Regions from separate parts of the Sus scrofa genome. Here all the other regions are linked to region 2. Evidence: chromatin contacts called from public Hi-C and targeted proximity ligation data. All regions are on one chromosome and are shown on one strand. The core of a region is the stretch at or near the end of the contact, and the rest is flanking DNA. Distances in the headings are between cores, read along the strand shown. Region 1 overlaps HK2 (hexokinase 2). Region 2 has its middle 43 kb from the start of SEMA4F. Region 3 overlaps HK2 (hexokinase 2). Region 4 overlaps HK2 (hexokinase 2).

Region 1 (3,527 bases), core at 297-2,796, 150 kb after region 2:
TTTACAGGCAACATTTGGGGTGAGGGCTGCAGGGTATGACTTCTGATTGGTTGGTGATGAGGTCACAGGGTGGTGCTCCAGGAATCTTGTGCTCAGCCTCCTGAAGTCACCATTCTCCCCCTGGGTGGGGCCTGAGTTCTTGCAGAAGAACTCAAAGATATTGTTACATACATTTCCTTGAGAGGAAGCCAGGACCCTACTTTATCGCTACATTATTGTTTGTTTGCTTTTTTTTTTTTTTCTTTTGTCTTTTTGCCATTTCTAGGGCTGTACCCGCGGCACATGGAGGTACCCAGGCTAGGGGTCTAATTGGAGCTGTAGCAGCTGGCCTACACCAGAGCCACAGCAACATGGGATCCGAGCCGCGTCTGCGACCTACACCACAGCTCATGGCAACGCCGGATCCCTAACCCGCTGAACAAGGCCAGGGATCGAACCCGCAACCTCATGGTTCCTAGTCGGATTCGTTAACTCCTAGTCGGAGTTCCACTGGGAACTCCGCTGCACTATTGTTTCTTGACTGCCTTCCCTTTGTTTCTTCATCCCCTCCCTTCCCTAAGTAGTACCTGCTCTGCTCGAATCAGCTCTTTAGAACTCTGGAAGGACTAAGGGGCTGAAGCCTTTTCTTCTTGCAAACATGGACGGGAGACACAGAAAGGCTTTTGTACCTGGGAAGGCCCCCCGGCGTCCTGCCTGTTTTCGATTTCTCTGTAGAACTTCTCCTACCTCTGCCACAATTCTGTAGACGAGGCAAGCGAGGACTGGCGTGCCAGGGGAAGGAAGACATTGACCAAAATGGCCCAATGAGGAATTCTAGTCCTTGCAAGATGGCTAAATAGATGTGTCTAAAACGACTGTCCTTCTCTCTTTCCTGCACACCCTGGCCTCTGGGTACGCAGGTGGACTTCTCTCACCTGAGCCAGGCTCTGCTTCTGGCCTACCTCTGTGTCCCCAGCCTGGAATGTGCCCTCCTTTCCTTCTTTATTTTGTTTTTTGTTTTTTTTGTTTTTTTTTTTTTTTTTGCTATTTCTTGGGCCGCTCCCGCGGCATATGGAGGTTCCCAGGCTAGGGGTCCAATCGGAGCTGTAGCTGCCAGCCTACGCCAGAGCCACAGCAACGCGGGATCCGATCCGCGTCTGCAACCTACACCACAGCTCACGGCAACGCCGGATCGTTAAGCCACTGAGCAAGGGCAGGGACTGAACCCGCAACCTCATGGTTCCTAGTCGGATTCGTTAACCACTGCGCCACGACGGGAACTCCCCCTTCTTTATTTTGGATAGAGATTTAAAGAGAAAGTAGTCCAGGGTACTGGGACACAGCCCACCACAGGAAGAAAAGGCACGTTGGGGGGACACGGTTCTGGTTTTGTGAACCCTGAACGTGACTATGTAGGGTTGAGAAGGGTCCTTGATCCCCTGAGGGTGCCACTTGGCAGAGAGGAATCTGTGAGAAAAAACAGGAAAAGGGGTAGAAAGAGACAGACAGACGGCTTTACATTCATTGCCTCATTTATGCTGATGACTCTGTTGTAAGCCCTGCCCTCCCAATTTTATAGGGAGGAAGCTGGGCCTCAGACAGGAGTGACTCATCCAGTGTTACAGACCTGTCAAGGGGCTAGAGCCAGGATCTGTTTTTTCTTTTCTTTTTTTTTTTTTGTCTTTTTTCTTAGGCCGCACCCGTGGCATATGGAGGTTCCCAGGATAGGGGTCTAATCTGAGCTACAGCTGCTGGCCTACACCACAGCCACAGCAACGCAGGATCCAAGCCCTGCCTGCAACCTACACCACAGCTCACGGCAATGCCAGATCCTTAACCCACTGATCAAGGCCAGGGATCGAACCCGCAACCGCATGGTTCCTAGTTGGATGCTTTTCCACTGCTCCATGACGGGAACTCCTGAGCACTGGTTTTTCTAATGTCACAGCACACACTTTACCACTACCAGCTAGGAAAGCAGGCTTGGCCTGAATGATTCTGCTTTGATAATCCAACCACTGAAATCTGTTTCCAACAAGCCCAGGGTTTGACTTCCCAACTCCCAGCATCCAGGATCCACACAGGATTATTTCACACTTAGACTAATGTCTTAAGTCATGGCTTGCAAAGGCTCCAGGGAGAAAGTGGTAAAAATGACCTTAAACAGTTGCCCAGAGCACAGCCCATCGTTATCACATTATTGGATGCCAGAGACCGGCCCAAGGAGTGAGGAAGATGGCTGGAGCACCCAGACAGACTCCACGGTTTCAGGAATTCTCCATGTGTCATTCTAATGTGCAGCCAAGTTCAAGAACTCTTATTCCAAGTGGCAGAACGGAGGCTAGACAGAAGTGATCAGAAAGCAGGTTTATCTGAAATTGAGGAAGAGCTTTCTAACAACCAGAGCTGACCAACAGTAGAAGCTAACCAACTTAGAGAAGTAAGGAACCTATCATGCTTGGAAGCATTCAAAAACCTACGCCTGGAGTTCCTGTCATGGTGCTATGGTTAATGAATCTGACTAGCATCCATGAGGATGCAGGTTCCATCCCTGGCCTCGCTCTGTGGGTTAAGGATCTGGCGTTGCCGTGAGCTGTGGTGTAGGTCGCAGATGTGGCTTGGATCTGGCATTGCTGTGGCTGTGGCGTAGGCCAGTGGCTACAGCTCCAATTAGACTCCTAGCCTTGGAACCTCCATGTGCCATGAGTGTGGCCCTAGAAAAGATGAAGAAGACCAAAAAACAAACAAACAAACAAAACCCCAACAAAACAAAAACCTAGGCCCGATGGCCATTGGAGTGAGAAGGCCAAACTAGACAAACTCAGATGCTGCCTGTGTTCAATGGGATTTCGAACTCTCATTATGCCAAAGGCCTGTGTACATTTGGTATCTCCTAAATGATGTTCTCCCAAGACTTTGGGCCTTGTGCTCCTTCCTCGCTCTGGCTGCACTGTGGCAGGACTCTACCAAGTCCCTTTGCTCCCTTCCCAGTGCAGGGAAAAGGTCTTTGTACAGAGGCTGCTTCCTATTTCTGACTTCTGCTTCCCTTGGCTACCCTTCAGCTAACACAGCAGTGCTGGCCAAGGTGGGGTGGGCCTCAGTGGTGTGTTTAGGAAGCTATAACATTAGGTGATTAATCATCTCTTCCTGAGTGGCCCTAATAAACTCAGGGTGGGTCCGTCACCAAGCTCCAAAGAGAGGACGTTTGGGCCAAGGTGCTCTAGTTGCATTTTGCAGAGCTGTCCCATATCCTTTCTCTTAATCTCATCTGATGGAGAAGAAATCAGAGCCCTCAGGTCATTGGAGAAATTGCAGGGCAGAGAGTACCCCCCACACTAAGAGGGTCCAAGGGACCGGTGAGGGCGGTGATCCTAAGGGCTTGGCTTGAGAGCCAGCCACCCCTCAGTTTGAATCCTAGCTCTGCCCCTCACCGCCCAGGGACCTGTAAAACTGGGGTAGCGAAGTTTTACAAAAGAACAATGGAAATCAAGTCAGGAAACTCATAGGATGGTGTCCAGCAGGTAAGAAATGCTTGGTAAATATTTAGC
Region 2 (3,441 bases), core at 770-3,269:
GCGATTCCACGTTTGGAAAAGTAAGTTTTTATGATCAGGGGCTGGAAGTAAACTTGGAGAAATGAAAAGAGCTACGTTTGGAGGGGGTAATTAGGATTTTAAAAATTTAAACGTTTAAAGTGTCTTTCCAAGAATGAATACCTTTGTAGTGCTGGGCTCTCTGGGCATCTCAACCCAATGCTGAGATCTATCTGGTTACATCAGCACTGTCTACACCAGCACTTGGCACTTGCCTCCTGGGGAGCTGGGCCCTGACCCCACCTGTGAGCCACTGCTTTATATTCACTGAGCGCTGCTCCTCTGTCCGCCTGGGGGCTGGTGCCACCCGCATGATGCAGGGCATCTCCCCAGCACAGCCCTCAGCTCACAGCAGTGCTTCTGTACTGCACACAGCTCTGAAAGCCCCCAGACACAGCACACTCCCTGTCCAGCTCCTGCCCCTTCATTCCCATAACCCTTAACAGAAGTAACCCTAAATGAACAAACAGAACAGAACTGGACTTGGTCTTACAGAGGGTAATTACCCAAGAAAGAGGAGGCTGTATTAAACTTTTATGATTTATCTTTCATGCAACCAAATTGCTTTCTAGAAGGATTAATTCAAGGTGGAGTGCAAATTTAAAACCCCCTGAATAAAGTAGAGAAGCAGAGGGGCATGGACCACTGACAAATGTAATCCAAGAATGCAAAGTAGCCAAATATGGATTGTCAGTTTGGGAATTCTCTGGATTGTAATCCTGCCCAGTTAACTTGCAATTGTCTGTACAGCGAAAGGGCTGAGAATGTAGCAATCATGTAAAATAGGGCACCATCCGGGAAAGGATCGTATTTATAGAAGAGGGGGGCTGGGAGGACTGAGAGCAGACAGGGCCGTGCCCTCTCGTCTTTCAGCCAAGGAAATTCAGGCCGGCCGAGGCCCAGCCAGAATCAAATCGGACTTTCTGCTACTCAGTCTAGTACTCTTTGTCCTTTTGGAATGCATTCTAGGGGGTGTTTTCTTTTCCTTTATTAATTTCTGTTTTGCAAAGGTAAAATATCCGCATGATTTAGAAATACAAACAGTATAAAAAGATGTACATTGAAAAGCCTCCCTCCCACCTTTTTATTAATTTCTCCTATATCCTTCTAGTGTCTCTTCGTGAAAATACGAGCAAATCTAAAAATTTCCCATCATGGCTCAGTGGTTAATGAATCCGACTAGGAACCATGAGGTTGCAGGTTTGATCCCTGGCCTTGCTCAGTGGGTTAAAGATCTAGCGTTGCTGTGAGCTGTGGTGTAGGTTGCAGATGCGGCTCAGATCCCACGTTGCTGAGGCAGTGGCGTAGGCTGGTGGCTACAGCTCTGAGTAGACCCCTAGCCTGGGAACCTCCATATGCCGCAGGAGCAGCCCTAGAAAAGCCAAAAAGACAAAAAACAAAAAACAAAAACAAACCAAACAAATAAAAATATCCAAATGCATTCTTAATTCCCACTCTTTCTAACACAATGTATCAAGGAGACGTGTACCACATCGATGCATAGACACCTTCCTTGTTTAAGATGACTGCGCTGTAAAGAGGTATCATAGCCTATTTACCTGGTCCCTATTTGTTTTCCCTTGGGTGATGCCTAATCGTTTACTTTCACAACCTGTGCTCCCATAAATATTCTTGTACATGTGTCATCTTGTAGAAATCCATCAGATAAATTCCCGGAATTGGGTTTATGAGGTCAAAGGATCACTGCCTGTATACTATATCTATTTTGATAGATATGGCCAAATTGCCTTCCACGGGGCCTGGAGCAAAGCAGAAGTGTGTCTATTACCCCACAGCCAGAGTCAGTCCTTGCTAGAGATCTGTCTTCTCAGGTTATATTCTGGTTGAACTAATTTTGTTTCATCTTTGGAGTAAGTTAAGTGCTGGTTGACATTGATTGCAGGGCACGAGTCCCGAGGCAGGACGGGCCACATGGGGAACCAGCTCAGACACGGAACCTTGGCACAGTCAGTTTGTAACATGTAGTCTTGAGTGTCAGCGTCTCCTGCCCCAGATTAGCTCTTCTCTGCACTTCCTTTGAGAGGCTTCTGCCCAGAATAGCCTCGGATGTTGGGCAATCAGGTGGGCAATTCTAATTTTATCCTCAAAGTGAACTTGTGGGATGTGAGGAGTTAGTATGATTTCCACTCAACAGATGAAGAAACTGACGCACACGTGGGTGAGAGATCACCTTCTTACTGCCTGCTCCTGCCAGGCTGGGACTCAGATGGAAGCCTGAGTTCAGTTTTAGTTGGGGCATTATTTTTTTTAAGGGCCGCACCCGGAGCATATGGAGATTCCCAGGCTAGGGGTCAAATCAGAGCTACAGCTGCTGGCCTGCACCACAGCCACAGTGACGGGGGATCCGAGCTGAGTCTGCAAACTACACCACAGGTCAAGGCAATGCCAGATCCTTAACCCACTGAGCGAGCCCAGGAATCGAACCCGCATCCTTATGGTTCCTAGTTGGATTCATTTCTGTTGTGCCATGAAGGGACTCTGAGTTGGGGCATTTTGAGCGGGGGCTGTCTCCTGCTGAGCAGATGCAGGTCATGCAGAGGGAGCAGAGAGTGGGCTCTAGGCTTCAGGTTCAAGAGAGAAGAAACTCCTTTTTTCTTTTTTTCCCCTTTTTACCGACATACCTATGGCATATGGAAGTCCCAGGCTAGGAGCTGAATTGGAACTGCAGCTGCCAGCCTACACCACAACCACGCAACATGAGATCCAAGCTGCATCTGCAATCTATGCTGCAGCTTGAGGCAATGCTGGATCCTTAATCCATTGAGTGTGGACAGGGATCCAGTCCTCATCCTCGCAGAGACAGCATCAGGTTCTTAAGCTGCTGAGCCACAATGGGAACTCCCCTGGTGGTTATCCTTTATCTTAAGGTTACCTGAGTTAGAAAGAAATGAAATTTATTGGAGAGTCTAAAGAAATTCTCTTGAAATTCATAAAGAGCAACACATAAAATATTCATTCAAGAACTGAAACGGAAAAAGACCATCTGCCCATAAGTATTGGTGCTTCACTTCATTTTTTGCATTATTCATCCCTTTTTTCATCTATTAATTCAACATGCATTTATTGAATGCTCACTATGTGTCAGGCACTGTTGTAAACGCTAAGGGAAAAATAATCATTGAACAAAGCAAACAGAAATCCCTGTCTTTGTGGAGCTAACCTTCTAACAGGGGTCAGATTTTTATCTATCTATCTATCTATCTATCTATCTATCTATCTATCTACCTATATCTTTTTAGGGCTGCACCTCTGGCATTGGCATGTGGAGTTTCCTAGGCTAGGGTCCAATTGGAGCTGCAGTTGCTGGCCTACGTCACAGCCACAGCAATGCCAGATCCGAGCGGCGTCTGTGACCTACATCACAGCTCATGGCAAGGCTGGATCCTTAACCCACTGAGCGAG
Region 3 (3,200 bases), core at 389-2,888, 190 kb after region 2:
ACTAGGAACCATGAGGTTGTGGGTTCCATCCCTGGCCTTGCTTAGCGAGTTAAGGATCTAGCGTTGCCATGAGCTGTGGTGTATGGCGAAGATATGGCTCTGATCTGGCATTGCCGTGGCTCTGGCGTAGGCTGGTGACTACAGCTCCCATTCGACCCCTAGCCTGGGAACCTCCATATGTCGAGGGTGTGGCCCTAGGAAATACAAAAGAAAAAAACAAAAAACAAAAAAAGAAAGCCACTTTCCCTGCACCTGTGGTCCAGCCAGGGTCCTGGAGTGAACAGAGAGAGAAGGGGCTCTAGCATGCGGCATCTTGAATGTTACACTCTCCAGCTTGGTCAGACTTGGTATTTGGTTACTTTGGACTCTTACAAAACATTATTTCACTCGCAGACATTTGCCTAATGTCCTCATTCAAGATCTTGAGACAGAGGTTGCTGCAAGCTCTGAAGGCAGTTACAAAACATTTTGAGCAATCAGGCTCTCTCTGGCCTCGCTGGTGCTGTGACCATTATAGGAAGTCTTCTGGTGCTGATCCTCGCTTGGAGAGGAAAATCCAGCCTATAAACCAGCTCCATAAAAAGAGCCTTTTTCTTTACAGGGGAAGTCCTCGCTTCCTCAAAGCATAGTTAAAGTCACAAGCTTCTCTCACACATTGAAATGTGAGTCCTTTAATTGTCACGTTCATAGAATACGTGCTGTGTCTGCCATGGCTTGGTGAGAAATTTATAGACCCCAAAACTACTTAAAAAAAAATTTGTTGGAAGGACATATATCCCGATGTGTCCGCTCTCCCTGCAGTTATTATTGGGCTTGAGTGGGAACCTTTTTTCACTCTTTATGTGTTTCTACATAAATATTTCTGAACAGTGAAACAAAGTGTATTGAAAAACTGAAATAAAAACTTTTACCAGAGTTCCCGTCATGGTGCCGTGGTTAACAAATCCGACTAGGAACCATGAGGTTGCAGGTTCGATCCCTGCCCTTGCTCAGTGAATTAAGGATCCGGTGTTGCCCTGAGCTGTGGTGTAGGTCACAGACGCGGCTTGGATCCCGCATTGCTGTGGCTATGGCGTAGGCCAGCGGCTGCAGCTCCAATTGGACCCCTAGCCTGGGAACCTCCATATGCCACAGGAGCGGCCCTAGAAATGGCAAAAAGACCAAAAAAACAAAAAAAACAACTTTTACCACCTACACTCCAGAGCCCTGCTGGCCCCTTCCCCTTTCTCACACAGAACCAGCTATTTTGGAGAAGGTACAGAAGCCAGCAGACATGGGAATTCCTTGCTGTTGGAGCTGGGCTGCCTCTTAGGCCGTGGGCCTGTGATGGTGCTTAAACATTTTAAACATACCTCTGCTCAAGCAGTTTTGCCAGCTCTCCACTGAGCTCCAGTTCCACCATACCTCTTATTAGCTCCCGTTCAGCCATACCTGGCCTTGAGTCTTGAGCAGGTCACTTCCAGCTTCCTCTCTTATAGTTTGCACTGAGTGGCATCAGAATCCCTTCCACACCCCTGCTCCTCTCTCTAGGACCCAGATCTTTTCCCGGATACCCAGACAAGGGCCTTTTGGGCTGGAAGGAATTGTAAGGGCTCGGTTTCTCCCATCACATAATCTGAGGGAGAAAGACTGTCTTCTAAAGAAAACAGTGTCACCTAGTGTTGAAAAAATAAATTACCTGCCTGCCCTCGGCGATGTAGTCTCCTGCCTGCTCAGAAGCTTCTGACTTCTCCCTCCCAGATTCCCAAGACCACCTGATGCCTAGAGCTGCTTCTTATTGGTCTCAGCCTGCCCTTCAATTCTCCTCGCGCCCCCATCTTCCTGCCCAGGGTCGTTTTTACAGTTTTCTCAAGAATCCACAAACCGGAGTTCCCGTCGTGTCACAGTGGTTAACGAATCCAACTAGGAACCGTGAGGTTGCGGGTTCAATCCCTGGCCTTGCTCAGTGGGCTAAGGATCCGGCATTGCCATGAGCTGTGATGTGGGTTGCAGACGCAGCTAGGATCCCAAGTTGCTGTGGCTACAGCTCCGATTCGACCCCTTGCCTGGGAACCTCCATATGCCGCAGGAGCAGCCCAAAAAATGGCAAAAAGACAAAAAAAAAAAAAAAAAAAAAATCCACAAATGGCCCACGAGGTGTGTGAGGTGATGAGTTGCTGGGCCTATGCCTCAAATTTAATCAGACTGATTACCTGTATGCACCCCCCCCCCCCCGTTAGTACATAAATATTGAGGTTCTATATAAGATTTTATTTTAAGGAGCATTTTCTTGCTAGAGGAAAAAAAATTCATTAAAAATTTATTAAAAATCACTACCTTATACATTACTCAGTTTACCTCAAATTTAGGCTGTTCCAGGATGCCCCACACTCCCTGGATATTTGGTTTGGCTGCTAAAAATCCATCCTTCTTGGAATTCCCGCTCTGGCTCAGCAGGTTAAGAACCTGACTAGTTCCCATGAGGATATGGATTTGACCCCTGTCCTTTATCAGTGGGTGAAGGATCTGGCATTGCCATGAGCTCTGGTGTAGGTCACAGATGTGGCTGGGATCTGGTGTTGCTGTGACATAGGCCAGCAGCTGCAGCTCTAATTTGACCCCCAGCCTGGGAACTTCCATGTGCTGCAAGTGTGGCCCTAAAAAATTTAAAAAAAAAAATCCAAAAAACCCATCCTTCTCCATGTTCACCCACCTGCAGAGCCAGCCTGGGTTCCTGGCTCCTCCAGCCCCACCCCTGCCCAGCTCTCACTTCTATAGGCATCTCGCTCCTAGTAGGCACCATGCAAGTTAGTGCTTTGTCCTGCATCAGCCTCACGTGTATGCGTGTTGCTCCCACAAGGAAGGTGTGAGGTCAGCGGCAGCAGGGACTTTATTTTGTTGGTGTGTCTCTCCCTCCAGATTTGAGAAGATGATCAGTGGCTTGTACATGGGGGAGCTGGTGAGGTTGATCCTGGTGAAGATGGCCAAGGAGGAGCTGCTTTTCGGGGGGAAGCTCAGTCCTGAACTCCTTGCCACGGGCCACTTTGAGACCAAAGATGTTTCGGATATTGAAGGGTAAGCTTCGGGTCTCTCTCTGTTCCCTGGATCCCTGGAAGGGTGGTCAGGCAGCTGGGGAATGAAGACGAGGCACAGGCCCTTGACCCTTCAAATGTGGATGGCAAAAGGATCTCACCCAGCATGGCCATGGCAGCCTGTGGCTG
Region 4 (3,454 bases), core at 934-3,433, 170 kb after region 2:
TATTTCCAGGCTTTGGGGTGGAGACTGGCCATTGTATTATATTGGGGTATCTGGAATTTTGGAGCTTACAAAGGGGCAGCCAGGTGTGGTAGTGACTGATGTTGCCAGGTACTTGGGAAATATGTACCTTGAAACCTGTGTCCAGCAAAGTTTGTTTTGCTGGATTGCCTCTCCAAGACCTGAAGATTTTTAGTTGGCCTCTCAAGTGGAGTCCATACCATACATTCTTAGAGCAGTCTGTAGTGGTGTGCTGGAAGGCACTTGATCACAAAGGTTAAGCAAGGTCCCCCTCAACCCAGAACTCCTCCGTGGAAGAAGATCAAAATGTTCAGTGCAGTCACCTGGGGCCCCTGAAAATGTTCTTGCTATGGCAGGGCAGGTAGGAGCAGGTCCCTTTGAGGCCACTGAGTTATTACAGGAACTGTATCTGAAAGTATGTATGTATGTGTCTTCATCCTATCTCAGAGTTCAAGGCTGCATGCCTTTGGCATTGGGTGACAAGGAAGGGCTGATGGCGCTATGGTTGGATCTAACATGGCCCCGGGGTGACCAGCCATCCTGCTCTGCCTGGGAATCTCCAAGTTTTAGGACTGAAAGCCCCATGTCAATCCTGAACAAACCAGGGTGTCTCTGCATGGCCCTGAAAACGAAGCTGTCATCTCTGCTCAGCTGGACTGTATTACAGAGACCCCTCACCAGCCTTCCAGCTCTAGACCCGTATCCTCAATGCCACTGGAGCCTGTTTGAAAATCTGACCTTCTGCTTAAAAACCAAAGTCTTTGGCATGGGCATTGGCTGTGTGCTTGTAGCCGTGCCATGAGAGCCCTGTGTTGCAGACCCTGTTGACATGCTGTTCCCTGAGCATGCCATGAACTGCCACACCTCTATATGTGTCCCCTTTTCTCTGTCTGGCAACTCCAGCCACTAAGCCCTGCTTGCCCTGTGTTGCATCTCAAGAAGCCTCCTTTTTCAGAGCAGAAATAATGACTCCTTCTGTAACACTCTGGTCATGGTACCTGCTACAGTGTACCTACCTCTCCCATCCCCCATCCAAGCAGGGACGAGGTTGCAAACCACACTGGGTGGCTAAGTGGATTTTAGTGACTGTGTTCAAAGCTTAGTGTTGGAATAACTAATCGCAAGTGTATCATTGGTAGGTCCTAGAATAGATTCAGCATTTGACACTCGACAGTGATTTAAAAAACTTTTTTTTTTTTTTTTTTGCTTTTTAGGGCTGCACCTGCAGCATGTGGAAGTTCCCAGGCTAGGGGTTGAATTGGAGCTGTAGCTGCGGGCCTACACCACAGCCATGGCGACAGCAACACAGGATCTGAGCTGCGTCTGTGACCTGCGTCACAGCTCACGGCAATGCCAGATCTTTAACCCACTGAGCGAGGCCAGGGATCAAACTTGCATCCTCATGGATACTAGTTGGGTTCTTAACCTGCTGAGCCACCACTGGAACTCCTAAAAAATATTTTTAAAGTGGTGGGCCCCACTCCCAACTTTAAACAGATTGGAATCTTTTATGCTGAATGCCATATACAAGACAATTAAGAGTAAGGAAAAGAAATAAAATTGGAAGTGAGGATGTGGGCAGTGAGGCTAAGCCTAGGGTAAGGGCAGACTTTGCCACTTTCAAGGATCCCGAGAACTCTAGGAATGCTGCATCAAATCTACTCAATTAGGAGTTCCCGTTGTGGCTCCGTGGTTAACGAATCTGACTAGGAACCATGAGGTTGCAGGTTTGATCCCTGGCCTTGCTTAGTGGGTTAAGGATCCAGTGTTGCCATGAGCTGTGGTGTAGGTCACAGACGCGGCTTGGATCCTGCTTTGCTGTAGCTCTGGCATAGGCTGGCAGCTACAGTTCTGATTCGACCCCTAGCCTGGGAACCTCCATATGCTGCGGGAGCGGCCCTCGAAATGGCAAAAAAGACCTAAAAAAAAAAAAAAATCTACTCAATTAAAGGGAATCTTCTGGAGGTCCTTCTGAAGAAGCCCATTTAATCACCTGAAGAAGCCCTGGGGTGAGACCAGGCAGGACACTGCCACTTCTGAACACAGCTGCCTTTGATAAAAGGGCACCTCTGCTTAAAAATCCAGAACAAACCCAGACCTGCTCTGTTCGCAGGTCACTCAATGCAGTAGTTGGCACACGGCTCCGAGCTCCTGATGGGAGGAACAGGTGGCGGTCTATTTTAATTAGTGGCAAGGACCTAGTGATCGAAAATAGACTGTTGGAAAATTCAGCTGGCCCTTGCCCCTCACCCCTCACCAAATGCGTGGACATTGTGAACGTGTGATTTGAACAACGCTGGGGATGTGGCCTGCTCACATACATTACTAGTGTCCCCTCAACTGAGATGACAGTGACTATCACATTCAGATGGTTACTTAGAGGCCATTTTATTTAATTAATTTATTTATTTTGTCTTTTTGTCCTTTGAGGGCTGTACCAGCGGCATATGGAGGTTCCCAGGCTAGGGGTGGAATCGGAGCTGTAGCTGCCGGCCTACACCACAGCCACAGCAACGCCAGATCCGAGCCACGTCTGCGACCTATACCACAGAGCACGGCAATGCCAGATCCTTAACCCACGGAGCAAGGCCAGGGATTGAACCCGCAACCTCATGGTTCCTACTTAGATTCGTTTCTGCTGTGCCACAATGGGAACTCTTAGAGGCCATTTTCGTCTCTTCAGCCTTTTCCCTGGGACAGGTGAGTTCCCAGGAGAAATTGAAACTCCTTTATCTTGCTGACCTTATGTATTTGATAAGAGCCTCACTGAAAGTGGGCAGAAATGTAGTCCAGGATGCAAAATGAGTCAGCAAACAACAGCTCGAGTCTTAACTGTTGGGCAATTTGGTGGAGGGTGGTGAGACCTAATGTTCCCATTCCCAGTTCCTCTCGACTGTAAGTATTTTCTTTTCCTTTTCGTTTCTTAGGGCCGCACCCTTGGCATAGGGAGGTTCCCAGGCTAGGGATTGAATCGGAGCTACAGCTGCCAGCCTATGCCACATAGGATTGGAGCCTCACCTGCCACCTACACCACAGCTCACGGCAATGCCAAATCCTTAACCCACTAAGCAAGGCCAGGGATCGAAACTCATGGTTCCTAGTTGGATTTGTTTTCACTGCGCCATGACCGGAACACCCTTGTTTTCTTTTAGTGGAAGCTTGTTACCTCTTCTTTTGTCAGTTTTTGGAGGGGGTTGTTCTTTTTTTTCAAATTGTTATTTTTTTTTAAGGGCCGCACTCAAGGCATATGGAGATTCCCAGGCTAGGGGCCTACTCAGAGCTATAGCTGCCGGCCTTTGCCATAGCCACAGCAATGCTAGATCCAAGCCGCATCTGCAACCTACACCACAGCTCACAGCAACGCTGGATCCTTAACCCCCTGAGCAAGGCCAGGGATCGAACCTGCATCCTCATGGTTCCTAGTCGGATTCACTTT

Evidence for each region. Hi-C and Micro-C count contacts between places; a contact is called where the count stands out from the background.
Region 1: a targeted proximity ligation map of alveolar macrophages shows a contact between it and region 2. A contact is called at or near these places in 4 of 47 Hi-C or Micro-C datasets (embryonic fibroblasts, psoas muscle and skeletal muscle) and 1 of 2 datasets of targeted methods (alveolar macrophages).
Region 3: a contact with region 2 is called in a targeted proximity ligation map of alveolar macrophages. A contact is called at or near these places in 1 of 5 promoter capture datasets (liver), 21 of 47 Hi-C or Micro-C datasets (adipose tissue, alveolar macrophages, blood and 12 more) and 2 of 2 datasets of targeted methods (alveolar macrophages and skeletal muscle).
Region 4: a contact with region 2 is called in a Hi-C map of skeletal muscle, with 6 times the contacts expected there. A contact is called at or near these places in 2 of 47 Hi-C or Micro-C datasets (psoas muscle and skeletal muscle) and 2 of 2 datasets of targeted methods (alveolar macrophages and skeletal muscle).

The regions. Positions count from the first base shown.
Region 1 is chr3:68,211,075-68,214,601 of Sscrofa11.1, reverse strand. All of the region lies in intron 1 of HK2 (hexokinase 2), which reads left to right. Among named protein-coding and RNA genes, the nearest start is that of HK2, 18 kb to the left of the region's middle.
Region 2 is chr3:68,360,414-68,363,854 of Sscrofa11.1, reverse strand. No RefSeq gene overlaps it. Among named protein-coding and RNA genes, the nearest start is that of SEMA4F, 43 kb to the left of the region's middle.
Region 3 is chr3:68,173,244-68,176,443 of Sscrofa11.1, reverse strand. It overlaps HK2 (hexokinase 2), which reads left to right. Exons shown (of 18, transcript NM_001122987.1): 8 at 2,899-3,054. Among named protein-coding and RNA genes, the nearest start is that of HK2, 56 kb to the left of the region's middle.
Region 4 is chr3:68,194,285-68,197,738 of Sscrofa11.1, reverse strand. All of the region lies in intron 2 of HK2 (hexokinase 2), which reads left to right. Among named protein-coding and RNA genes, the nearest start is that of HK2, 35 kb to the left of the region's middle.